Regions from separate parts of the Mus musculus genome. Here region 1 is linked to region 2. Evidence: chromatin contacts called from public Hi-C data. All regions are on one chromosome and are shown on one strand. The core of a region is the stretch at or near the end of the contact, and the rest is flanking DNA. Distances in the headings are between cores, read along the strand shown. Region 1 overlaps Gm34590 (a long non-coding RNA gene). Region 2 overlaps Gm34472 (a long non-coding RNA gene).

The links. Hi-C and Micro-C count contacts between places; a contact is called where the count stands out from the background.
Region 1: a Hi-C map of liver shows a contact between it and region 2, with 2.4 times the contacts expected there. The contact joins two enhancer-like sites. A contact is called at or near these places in 3 of 484 Hi-C or Micro-C datasets (the HL-1 cell line and liver) and 3 of 115 datasets of contacts at active chromatin or transcription factors (embryonic stem cells, forebrain and pancreatic cancer cells).

What each region holds. Positions count from the first base shown.
Region 1 is chr15:36,959,603-36,966,672 of GRCm38.p6, reverse strand. Gm34590 (a long non-coding RNA gene) reads right to left here. Exons shown (of 8, transcript XR_875167.3): 8 at 2,969-3,162. Among named protein-coding and RNA genes, the nearest start is that of Gm34590, 25 kb to the right of the region's middle. Within about 2 kb of position 5,697, at least 136 of the 459 cell types and tissues checked have an H3K27ac peak or open chromatin away from gene starts, as enhancers often do. A contact at or near this core is called in liver, where this site is marked.
Region 2 is chr15:36,826,970-36,833,489 of GRCm38.p6, reverse strand. All of the region lies in intron 1 of Gm34472 (a long non-coding RNA gene), which reads left to right. Among named protein-coding and RNA genes, the nearest start is that of Gm34472, 13 kb to the left of the region's middle. Within about 2 kb of position 1,654, at least 7 of the 459 cell types and tissues checked have an H3K27ac peak or open chromatin away from gene starts, as enhancers often do. A contact at or near this core is called in liver, where this site is marked.

The DNA of each region.
Region 1 (7,070 bases), core at 4,448-6,947, 130 kb before region 2:
TGGCCAGCGTCTATAGATGGACCCAGGCCAGGAGAGTTAGCCAAGGCTCAGCCTGAAAGGAATTCTGTCCTGGCAGTGCTAGGTGATTCAAAGAACATTTTTTGGGTCCCTGCCTCAGAAAGCAAAGTATATTTAGAGGAGAAGAGTCAAATAACTTCGCAAATGTAACTAGATTTACAGGATTCACAGAACAAGGGCTGTAGTGACAAGAAGAGATTACTCTAAAGTGGACAAAGGAAGATGGAACCTCAGATCTCAGAGGTTTGTGAGACTGTCGAGTCAAGTGCAAAATATAATAGAATTTCTGAAGTTTTTCTAGCATAACTTTTAGTAAGATATGCTTCTGTCTTCCCTTTTATATGTATTAAATGTACACAAGTCTATCAGGTAGGACCAGACTGGGATAAGATTAATATACAAGCCGGGCAGTGGTGGCGCACGCCTTTAATCCCAGAACTCGGGAGGCAGAGGCAGGTGGATTTCTGAGTTTGAGGCCAGCCTGGTCTACAAAGTGAGTTCCATGATAGCCAAGGCTACACAAAGAAACCCAGTTTCAAAAAAACAAAACAAAAGATTAATATACAAGATGACAATGACTTAAACGAGAGTTTATGTCACCTAAGTGGAGCCTGGTAGTGAGCTGCCCAGAGCTGGTACGCTGTCTTCTCTGATGCTCTGACACCAACGTGTGGTTTCTGCTTCCTTATCTAAGGTGACTCTTGTGGTCCAGACAGTATGTCTGCATTCTGGGCAGCAGCAGCAGGAAACAGCTGCACACCTTCAGACAGGGACACTTGTGAAAAGTGGAAAATCTCACAGAAAGATCCCAGTGCTGGGCTTGGTGCTCTTCTCAGGCATTTCCACAGGGCAGAACTGATTTTTACGGACACAGCTAGCTGCAAAGGTTTCTGAGAAATGTAGTCTATTCTGATATGCCTTGTATCCACTGGGGAATGCCACACCAAGGAACTAGGAAAAAAGGGACCACGGGATGTTTTTACCACCGAATTGGTAGATTGGCCCATGAGTGTACTTACAGAGAAATAAATGCACGGTTGGAGCACAGCTAAAACCAGTTTTTGGCAGTGAGTTTAAAGATCATTACTATGGATCATATAGCTCTGAAACATATAATTAATTGAATAAAGGACTGTGGATGTCTTTTCATCATTTGCCATGGTTTGGAAAAACGTCTCCCCAAATCCCAGATGTTAAAGGCATGGTCTTTCAACTGTGGTGCTATTGAGAGATGGTGTAACCACTAAGAGGTGGGATCTAGTTAGAGGGTGTTGGGTCATTGAGAGCTTGTCTTTAGGACCCTGGCAACTACCTGCCACTCTCTGTCTACTTCTCTCTGCCATGTGCTCCCACCAAAACTCACTGTCTTCATATATTACCCAAAGATAATTGGGGCAATGTACCAAGAACAGAAACCTCCAACACCGTGAACTAAAATAAAGACTAAATTGACTTCTGCAGTACTTGTTACAGCAAAGGAATGCTGTTTAGCTCAACACCACTTGTTGTTTTCTTGCTGAGCAGTATGGGCAATCCACATGTGGATGAATCCCTCCCTAGCCCTCAGCCATGCAGCTGCTGAGACAGGGAACCATGGGTTCTAACTATTCTTAGTAGTCAGCTCATCTTACTCATGGACTCTGAATTGGTACAGGCTATAGAAAGCTGAACCTAGACCTGTCTTTCACTCTGAAAGAGCAAACACTTACCATGAAGCTGAGAGGACATGAAGGAAGAGGCTGTCCACATTCTGATAGGCTGCTCTGGAAATACAAATGAGACTCACACCCAGAGGAGAGAGAGCCACATAGCAAGGGGTGGGTCCTGTGATGTCAGGGAAGCTCATGTGTCCAACTATAAGCACAGACAGCATTCCTCAAGAACCGCTTTGGACTCCATGGGTGCTCTCACTCCTACCCTTGCCTAGAACTGGCAGAGCAATGCAGTGGACAGAACAAAGGACTGATGAGTTCTAAGTGCGCACGCGCACACACATGCACATAGCACACATACACACAGCACACATGCACATAGCACACACACAGCATACATACACATACACACACACACACACATACCCCTTCATGAGACAGATACTCCACTTATGGTACTCTAAGAGTTTGTGGTGGTTTGAATAGAAATGGCCCCATAGACTCATAAGAGTGATACTATTAGGAGTGTGCCCTTGCCGGAGTAGGTGTGGCCTTGTTGGAGGAAGTGTGTCACTGTGGAGGCAGGCTTTCTGGTCTCATATATGCTCAAGTTATGCCCAGTGTGACACAGTTTCCTTCTGCTGCCTTCAGATCAAGATGTAGAACTCTCTGCTCTGTCTCTAGCACCATGCCTGCCTGCATGCCACCATGCTTCCTGCCATGACGATAATGGACTAAACCTCTGAAACTTTAAGTCCATTTGAAACCAAATGTTTTCTTTTAGAAGAGTTGCCTTGGTCATGGTGTCTCTTCACAGCAATGAAAACCCTAACTAAGAGAGTTGAAGGGTATCTGACCCACCACATAGACACACTCTCCCTCTACAGCACCTCAGACAGCAGTTCCCTCCACAGCACTTCCATTAGCCTATGTCAGTTGGGCAATGGTCTTCCTAGTTGCTGAGATCCAAGATGGAAGCATGACTGAGCTGGGTAAGGTGGGTAAAGCCTAGTTCAGAATCCCGCACCCTCCCTGCTAAACCGACATCCGCATCCATCCCTCCCTCCCTACTTCTCTCCTTCTCTCCCTCCCTCCGTCCCTCCCTCCGTCCCTCCCTCCCTCCCTCCCATCCAGAGTCTACTTTTGACCTCAAGTTCCAGCTGCAGAGGTCTTCCTGGTCTGGCAGAGGCAGCTCCACTCCCTGTTGCTATGTCACATGACACACAACTCTCTGCTAAGATGTGTCCATGGTATCCTTCCCAGCTACCATTCCTATCAGAGGTGGGGTTTCCAGGGTAGAGACTATGTCTTGCTCATTCAGTTCTCCAGTACCTACCTCAGTGCCTGGCACTGGTTGGTAATTTAATAAATATTTGATGGCAGGATGATTAGTTATGGCGAGAGTAGACAAAGACTGAGAACCAGGCTTCTGCATGAGACATGTTCATGTCCACGTGTCACCAACTGCATTCATTTATGGATGCATGCATGCCTAGAATGAACAGGGCAAATGAAAGAGATAAAGTTCCTGTCCTCATACAGCTAAGTCTCTGAATAGCAGAGACTAAAAGTCAACAACAACAACAAAAAGTGAGAGAGACCTACAGACTCTGAGATCTTCTATGTAGAAAATGTCGGGGAGGGTGCATTTCAGAGCGTTGGGGGCTGCATTCAGATGGATGGGTAGGGAAAGCTTCACTGGGGACATGGGCTAGGCAGTTCTTTATCACTAGAAAGACATACCTGAGACAGTTCACTTACAGAGAAGAGGTTTATTGCTAGTGCAGCCTCAGACACATCTGCCATGCATGGTGGGGGAGTACCCATATCATGTCTAGACAGGAAGTGAAAAGTTAAGGGCCCCATAGCACACCAGGATGTACGGGCCTTTCCCTAGACCCCACCTCCTTAGCCTCCACCTTCCAAAGAGCCACTAGGGGCCCCAAAGGGCCTTTAGGGGCCTCCGAAGATCCAAGCTGTATAATGCTAGAGCTGAATCCTCAGGAATGGTGCCACGCACTCCGGTCGAATCAGCTTGACAGGCCTGAAACCTAAAAGCCACTCACGAGGCAAAGAGTTTCACGGAAACTCACCTCCTGGAACTTTGACACTCTCATACTCATACCCTAGTCCCGAGTTAGTCTGGTGTATGGATCCACGTGCTCTCTTTTAGTATTATCTTATTATAAGTGCCTTTTAAGATTGAATTCTGACATAGCTAAGCCTTTGCCAGTGTTCCAATGTCCTAGAAAGTCCTTGAGCTGACCATGGGCTTGGAATTCAGTAAGAATGTTGCCTATTCAGTGACATTCAGAATTGACTCTGGTATTACACTATCACTTTGAACAAAAGCTAAGTCACTGCCCTACACAGGAATTTACCATCATCTAAGAAGAAGGAAGTTTGAGACCTAAGGAGGAACCAGAGTAGATACTTAGAACTATAGATAGCTGAGTTACACCCATATACATGTATTTACAATGGCCTAGGGGGAAGGTGGACTATACAATAGACTAAAATAGGAACTATGGCAAGGGCACGAAGCCCTTGACCCTGGCTTCTAAGATTAAGTGGACCTTAGGTGGAGCTCTTTTTGATCCCAGTTGTTAACAATGAATTCTATCCCAGGTGGTTCCTGTCAGACCTTCTGTGTTTGTATTCCTCTGTTTTGTGTAAGAATCCAGTAACCTCTTTGTACCTTGCTGGTGTATCACCCAACTTCCCTATTTTCTTCTGTATAAAAAGTTTGATGCTCGATTTGACAAATTACATTCAGATTCTACACAACCTCTCCTGTGTGCATCAGTCTGTGACGCTTTGCCCACCTGCGACTAGAGACCCGTTCCACGCAGACAAAGGGGCCCAGAGGGTCTGCGGCAGAATGGGAAGGACCCAGCTTTAGAAACAGGCAGGTAAACAGGGTGGTTGCAGACAGTGAAAGGCTCTCCTCTGCCTGAGGTTTACTTTCTTTAAAGGACAAAAACAAAGCATCTGTTTAGTGTATGTGTGTCTATTGTGTGTGTGTCTGTGTGTGTGTCGTTTGTATGTATGTGTCTGTGACTCTCTGTGTGTGTAGAGGTCAGAGGACAGCTTGGGGAAGTCAGTTCTCTTTCCACCATGTAGGTCCCAGGGCATCAAATTCAGACTGTCAAGCTTGACAGCAACTATCTTTACTCACTGAGCCATCACAGTATCCCCAAGGCTGACTACCTCATCTATAAATGGTAAAGAAGCACCGACCTGTTGGGTCTGGGGTCTAAATGCATGGAAGCTCTCAACTGTGCAGGGCACACAGCAAGCACGTCATATACATTAGCTCTTACCAATTACTGGTTGTTCTGTAGAAAGGAATGCTAAGCCTTGACAGTTCTCTGTAATGACGGCTTGCTTGTCAAAGTGTCCCAAGACATTGGTAAATGGCTCTGTTCTGCTCACTCGTACCCGCTCATCTCACCTCCCACCCCAACTCCTATAAAGGCAATGGAAATATCTTCAACATCGATGGAGACTTGAGTCCAGCATGATACTAAAGAGAAGCATCAGCCGGGCGTGGTGGCGCACGCCTTTAATCCCAGCACTCGGGAGGCAGAGGCAGGTGGATTTCTGAGTTCGAGGCCAGCCTGGTCTACAAAGTGAGTTCCAGGACAGCCAGGGCTACACAGAGAAACCCTGTCTCGAAAAACCAAAAAAAAAAAAAAAAAAAAAAAAGAGAGAGAGAGAGAGAGAAGCATCTTTCACGGCTCTTGTGACTTCTTCATCCTTTCTGGATACCTCCCACAATGGCTATCTTAGTTGGCCAGTGAACATGTTGACAAGGGCCTTCCTGTATCTGGATGGAGAGGACGCTCTGGCCTACTTGGGACTAGCTGAGGCCACTGATCCCTTGCAGACTGTTAGTGGGTGATGAGTTAACCAGAGAAAGAAGCCAGACACCTCTATATCTGTTGCCTTCCTGGGACTGGGTGCAGCCCTGCATCTGACAGCAGGTTTGTGCCTCTCCAGAAGGATGAAAGTGCTGACCTTTGAGGACTCAGATGGCTCTCCCACGCCGTTTCCTCTGCTGGGCATGCAAGAGAGTCTCCGGTTTGTAGCCAAAGCAAATATAGATCCCAAATTATTTCAGGAATTAACATTTACTTCAGATCAAAGTCCAGAATGTGCATTCTCTGATGGATGTGTGTGTGTGTGTGTGTGTGTGTGTGTGTGTGTGTGTGTGTGCAAATGAACACCCAAGTCCACATACCTACATTTGTGCTATTGAGAGAAGACTAGCAATAGCACTGGTTTCACAACAGCGTTGGCTTCTGCGCAGCTCTCACAGATAGGTTAATTTTATGTATTCATGTTTCTTGTCTGGCCTCCAAAGGCAACATAAGCAGAATGGTGCGGAGGTAAGTGGTGAATCAGGGCTTAATTACAGGGACCTTTGTCCAACTGACATGCCGATAACTGGCCCCAGGGATGATTCAGCAGTAAACTTGCCACCGTTCTAGAGAAAGCCCTAGCTAGGATGACGTCATGCCTCGCCACACCCACCGTTTCTGTTTGCCTCTCCCCAGAGCCCCAGTCCCATCTGTGGAACTCAGAGTGCCATCTGCATTGTGAAGAATATGCGTTTTATTACTGAAATAGCATCCCCGTGTCCAACGGTGGCCCTCTAGCACTTCACATTTCATAGCGCCCTAGAAAAGAAAGAAATCCTAGCCCTCGGGAAAGATTCCGCAGCACATCGTGAGCTCTGTCTGCAGCCGCCTGGATCAGGGACTGGATATTTAATCTTTGTACTCCATGGGTATTTATACTTTGAAGCAAAGGGATTGGTTTAACTTAATCCCTGGAAATTGAGGTGTGTGGCTAGACTTGCTACAAAGAAAGCATTGCAGAGTGTGAAGAGAAATGGGTGTGAGCCAGTCCACGCATCTGGTTGTGCAGGGCCCACACATGCTTTGGGTGGTCTAGTTCTCCCTTTCTCCCTTTTTTTTCCTGAGCAATAAAACCAGACAAGCATTTCTGAGAGGCACCTTTATCTTCATCTACTAATTTTAGGTTTTTTTTTTGTTTTGTTTTGTTTTGTTTTGTTTTTGCTATGCCTGAAGAGAGACATTGTTCGTTTTATTTCAGTTATCCATTTTGAAGAGCAGTGGATAGAGCTGAGGTCCGCAGAGCTGGCTAAAAAAGGAAACCCAAACTGTTAATCTCACCTTTCTCTTCTGCCTCTTGATGTCATGATGTAGGGAACTCTTGCAGCCAGTTTGCAAAGAAGAAAAAGGGCAAAAAGGGCAGAAGTTTGGGTCCTTGATGTTGCCAAGTGGCCAACAAACCAAAGCTAGGTAGAACTGCCCTGTCCCCAACCATCTTGTCATATAAGTTAATACATCATTTGTCACTTAAACTAGGTGG
Region 2 (6,520 bases), core at 405-2,904:
AAACTTTGGAAGGTGGGGCCCAGGTAGTGGACATAGGTCACTGGGGGTGAGCCTTTGAAGAGTATCCTAGCCTCCTACAACTGGCCTCTGTTTCCAGTCCAGCTTACTCAGCTTCCTGTCAGTTCCATGTGAACACAACCACCTCAGGGTCCCAGCCACAAAAGGAATTTCACTGACCCCCTCGACATCTCTACCGTGATGTACTGAGATTTCACAGACATTGTGAGCCACAAATAAACCTTCCCTGCCCTGGCTGCTTCTGTCTGCTATTCTGTCTCAGGGACACAGGAATTATTCATGCTAAGGTGTTTACCTAGCACAATGGTTCTCAGCCTTCCTAACACTCAGACCCTTAATACAGTTCCCCACATTGTAGTGACACCCCCAACCATAAAATTACTTGTGTTGATACTTCATAACTGCAATTCTGATACTGTTATGAATCATAATGTAAGTATTTTTAGAGATGTAGAGGTTTGCCAAAGGGGTCGCACCCATGGGTTGAGAACCACTGGCCTAACAGCTTTGCCTCTATAATATATAATAAAAAAGGATGGGCCGGGCGTGGTGGCGCACGCCTTTAATCCCAGCACTTGGGAGGCAGAGGCAGGCGGATTTCTGAGTTCGAGGCCAGCCTGGTCTACAAAGTGAGTTCCAGGACAGCCAGGGCTATACAGAGAAACCCTGTCTCAAAAACCAAAAGAAAAAAGAAAAAAAAGGATGCATCAATGGCAGAGTCCTAGATGAGAATATAAGGTCCTCAGAGGCTGACTCTGAGTTTACTATTTTTCACAGTTTGTAGTCAGACTCCATCTATAGGATGTTGGCCCATCACATGGTTAGAGAAAGCCAGCGTCCTCAGTCGAATACTAACTCAATTTATGAAGATCAGAAATTTGTGGACTACACACTAAGGCCTAACTCAGCCCTCCCCAGACCCTGGAACCCAGGAAATAGAAGTCCTTTGCGGCAGTATTATATTCTGGCTGAGAAGGTGAGACAGGCTGACAGGACACGCCCTTGTTCTGTCTACAAGCATTTGTCACTGCTGACACTAAAGAAAACAAATCAAAACACCCATAAAATTTCATCCTATATTATACTGCAGGGAAACAGTGGAAAGGCACAGCACAGCTTGGGAAGTCTCCTCTCGTGGGTCCCTACCCTCAATGGCATCTCAGTTCTGGAGGGCCACCCTTGATCTAATTAGCCACTAAGCCTTAAGTATTGCTAAGTGTCTTGTGTAGTTAGTTGTCTTTTCCTGGGAAAACAGGACACACTCCTCTATTCACTGCCTAGAGGGAGTTCGTGACTGACCAATTAAGTAACAATTACACCAGTGGCCAACTTGGTGAAGCAGTGTTTGTTAGGGTTGCTTACGAGGAGCAAGGGGTGACCCAAGAGCAGCTGAATCACAGAAAGCCCACCCCAATAATGGTCACAAAATACCAGAAAAACTCAAGGAGCTGCAACCCTGGAGCTTTCTGGCAGCTTGCAGACAGCTCCACCCTCAAAAACAAAACAAAACAAAAACAAACAAACAAAACCCACAACTCTTCTCTCTGCCCTTGGCCTGATTAACAGTCTCCTCCCCTACAGTTGTTTACTCATTTTAAACTGCTGGAATGGGGCCTTGAGAATGGTCCAAGTTGCTGTTCTCTAAAACAAGTGACCTTGTGTCAACCTTAGGAGACCTTTGACCCTCTCCCTCCCTCCCTCCTCGGGGGATGGTTCAATTAGAGGAAAGTGCCATGCAACAGTGTTAGGGGACAAAGAGAGGAACAGTGCAGGGATCCTCAAGGTGACAAAGACACAGTGCATGGCAGAGACCAGGTTGTGGTATGCAAAGTGTGGTGTGTTATGTATATGAGTGTGATACATACAGCAGTGTGCAGGTACACATGCCTACATGTAGAGACCACAGCCAGATGTCAGTTATCTTTGTGATCCATAGTATTACCTTGAGATAGGAAAGGTTTCTTAATGCAGTAAACGCCAGTGGTTCTAGTTATAGCACTAGAGCAGTGATTCCAAGCCTTCCTATCACTGTGACTCTCCTCAGGTTGTGGTTACCACCAACCACAAAATTGTTTTTGTTGCTACTTTACAATTGTAATTTTGCTACTGTTAATGAATCCTGACATGAATACCTGGTATGCGGGGTATCTGATATTCTGCTCTTGTGAAAGGATGTTTGGTACCCAAAAGGGGTTGCCATCCACAGACTGAGCAGCAGTGAACTAGAGGCTCATCTGTTCAGATAGACAGAATTTCCCAATTGTTCTTCACACCAAATTCCAGACTCAGAATCACAAGCAGTATTTATTTTTCCTTGATTCTTCTCTTCATTTCCTTTTTTAAGCCAGCAGGTATTTTTTTGTTTTGTTTTTAATCATTCATTGGGACTGCATTCTTCAAGATTTAAAACTTAGGTTTAAAAAGCATGTCTTCAAGATGTTCTCCCCTCTCACCTCTGCCGCACAGCTCTGCTCACTGAGACAACCATGTGGCCATATGCACAGGTGAACAGCATGTATGCACAGGTGCACGCACACCTGTATGCACAGCTGCACTCACGACTGTATGCACAAGTGAACAGCATGTATGCACAGCTGCACACACACCTGTTTTCTTTTCTTTTCTTTTTTCTTTTTCTTAGTCAAATGGCCTCACAATTGCAGGTAGACAATTGTCTCAGGGTTTCATTCCTGTGAAGAGACACCATGACCAAGGCAACTCTTAACAAGACAAACATTTAGCTGGGGCTGGCTTACCGTTTCAGAGGTTCAGTCCTCATGGTGGGAAGCACAGCATCATCCAGGCAGACTTGGTGTTGGAGAAGAAGCTAAGAGTTCTACACCTTGATCTTAAGACAGCTAGGAGAAGACTGTCTTCTGCACTGGGTGGAGCCTGAATATTGGATGGCAAAGCCCACTCTAGCAGTGACATACTTCCTCCAACAAGGTCATGCCTTGTAACAGTGCCACTCCCCATGGGCCAAGCATATTCAAACCACCACAGTAAACAGCATTATATTATCTTTTATAGAATTCTCAGAATTAAAACCCAAAAGGATAAAACACCTTTTTGTGTGTGTGTGTGTGTGTGTGTGTGTGTGTATAAAAGCAAAGAGGCTGATCTTTAAGGAGTAAGAAGAGTAACAGACAATAAGATGGCAAAGACATAAAATAATGTGTGTCTATGTGTGACACACATCTGTGTGTCTGTATATGTATATCTGTGTAGTGTATGCCTGTACCTGTGTGTGTGTGTGTGTGTGTGTGTGTGTGTGTGTGTGTGTCTGTATGTGTTTATTCCAAGCTGCACCATTTATAATTCAACTGCTAAGGAAAAAAACAACCAAGAATTCATAGAGGAAATACATAGGAGAATATTGTCTCCTTTTCTAGCTGTTTACTAAAATCTTTGAATGGCTCAAAAAAAGTAACTGCAATCTTTTGCTGTCACATATAAGAAACACAAAGGAATGCTGGGGAGAGCTATCCTTTGTACTTAAAACATTACACAATCCTGAGGATACAAGAAGCGACAGGAGACTTCAAAAATCCTAACACTACCGACTATCAACAAGGCCACCTAAGTTTCTCTTTTATATTATCAAATTGATGTGGAAACTCAAGAAAGCAGGTTCAAGCTGAAATGAATAGAAGGCACACTTAAGTGAGTAACTGGATGATTCAAGTGTCCTCCATGGCTCAAGATAAAGGTAACTGTAAGGGCATCGGGTCTTACTAAATTGGTGGGTGAAGGACAATTTGCTTTAGTGATTATCTTACATTTGAATATGGACTGTGCTTTGCCAGCAACTAAGAACGCAATTATTATGTTGCTTATAAAACAAGTAGCTTGAGCCCCCAGAAGGGTAATTACAAACAGAAGAACCAGATGAACTAGTCCTGGAGAAGCTGTTTCCATTCCACACTTCCATTTCTTGAGAATAATAGAAGGTAAATTCTTCTTCCATAAATATGTGTCCTTGTCAAAATTCGTCAGGGTCATTGGAAAATAAAATAATTATATTTTGGACCTGACAAGTCTTCAACCAAAAATAGTATTATCCAGCTGGGCATGATGGCACATGCCTTAAATTCCAGCACTCAGGAGGTAAAGACAGAGGTATCTATATGTATTTGAAGGCCTTCCTGTTCTACATAGTGAGTTCCAAGTCAGCAAAGGCTACATAGTGAGACTCTTTCTCAAAAAACCACAACGATGACGATGGTGGTGGTGGTGGTAATGATGGTGATGATGGGGGTGGTGGTGATAATGATTATGATGACAACAATGACATCACCCAGTTTGAGCAACTGTTCATCTCAGTCATTCCAACTGACCCTTGAGTGGCTTTGTGAGTTTTCACATATCAGAGCCACACTGGAAGAAGCCCACTTTGTTACACATAAAATCAAGTGTAAGAGCCTCAGAGAGTGACGCCACAAGAGGAATCCCAGAAACATCGTAGGCAGCAGCTTACATTACCTCACCATTCCCCAACTTATCTCGAAGTACAGTGTCATTACTTCAGTGTTCCCCAGCTTATCTTGTAGAAGGTAAGTTTGTACAGAAGGCAGAGTTCCAGGAGAGTCCCTATAAATCCCCACCATTACTGTGAATCAAATCCTACAGACTCTGCAGAGCAAATGCAGCCTTCTAAGCTTGGGAGCCATGAGAGGAAGCAAATACAAGACTGGAAACTGATTTTCAAATTAGTTGCTTCTCCTGCTGACCTTACTTGTATATAAAAATATTACGTTGGAATAACCGTGGACAGACACGTTTGGATGAGTGAGCTGACCCTCTGCTTACCCCAGCTCCTTTAAGAGTTTGTTTTCCTCCCAAGTTTATTTAATCATAGAGCAAAGCTAAAGACTGGGGGCGTTATCTTGTATGTGGATACATGATTCTTTTCCCCCATGTGGCAAAATACCATCCTAGCTTTGACGCGGAGTTCAAGTTCTAATTGATTATTCTCAGTGACATTTTCCTTAGTAGACCAGAAGACCAAACTAGAAAAAGAGCCTAAACTTGTGTTTGTTTGGCTGGGTTTTAGGTCAAAGAGCACTCTTCTGTGTTCCAGTGGGGGAATGGCTCTCCTGTTTTCTCCCATCTCCCTTCCCTATCCCTCTATCTCCAAGCACTGAAACTTGGGATACCTAGGCACTCGGAGCTCTAAGCAGTTTTCCAGGAAATTCATTTCTGCATCCTCTAAAGGGCTCTTCTGGGCAGTCAGGGGAAGCAGCCCTTTTGGGAGTTGGCCCAGGTTCTAGACTTCCTCTTTGATAAGCGTAAACTCCCTTGGGGGCAGGAACTTAGGATTGTTCACACAGAAGGTCCTGGATCCAGCCAGATCTAGCTCCTTCCAATCAAGCCTGGAAGGGGCGGGGGTAGCAGAATCTGTACCTAATGTGTGTATTCCCCTTCTCTCCCCCCCCCCCCCCCCCCCCGGTGGAGGTGGCCCGGTTTCCTTCTCCCTTCCACAAATGTGGAACACAGGGGTGTCGTGACTTGAAAAGTCTCTTCAAGGGACATGACCCAGATGGGATGAGTCCTCAGAAAGGTGGTCCTTCTGATTCCAATTTATCCTCGTTTACTTTAAGGTGTAGGAGCCCTCATGAGAGGATGTTCTCTTTGGGCTTCATTAGTGAAAGGAGTTGAGCCTTTCCAGAGCTAGCAGGTTTGTCATCTGAGAACTGTGAACTGTGTAACTTCTTGGTGTGTCCTCTGGCACTGAGCCATCTTACCGCTATTGTCAGGGATTTCAGACACACATTCTATGCAATACTCACTCTAGCCTGGCTCCTTTTTTTTTTAACTTTTATTAGTTTGTTTTCGATGTTTTTCTTGCATGTTCTATTTTGTCCTTTTGCCATCTCTACATCTTGTTCAGGAAGATAATGCAATATAACTAATGTCAAATCAACTCTAAAACAAGTATTTAGAGCTGTTCACTTTCCCTTCTTTTCTCTCTTTTTATCAGTTTTCTCTTAACTACATATAGATTCTAAGGTCATCCTTCTGATATGCTAATGTCTTCAGCTACAAATACTTGTTATAATTACATTATAAACTAGAGGGTAGAAATAACAGGGCTGCAGTAAGAACCAAGAGCCTTCACTGAGTTTCGTTTTCAGCTCTGAGTGTTCTTGGTGTCTGACCTTGGGCAGAGCCCTCTCTCTGGATTTCAGCTTCCTGTTTATAAAATGAAGGGGTTGGACAAGGTCACCTCTAAAACCCCTCCAGCTCTGAAATTCATTGACTCTTTGACCCATTGTGGGCGCTTAATAAATAACAAGCACGCTTTCAGAGAGCCACAGGAATGAATTGACTTAGACGCTTCAGTCAACAAAGATTTACTTAGTGTTCACCCAAACGTGGTTGCAGTGTGGGACATGTCAGATGCAAAGGGAGACTCAGGACTTGCTCACCTGGCCCTGCTGCAGTTACAGCCAAGGTTCCAGAAGATCATTAAAAGCTAAAAGCACTAGCAGACAGAAGGAAT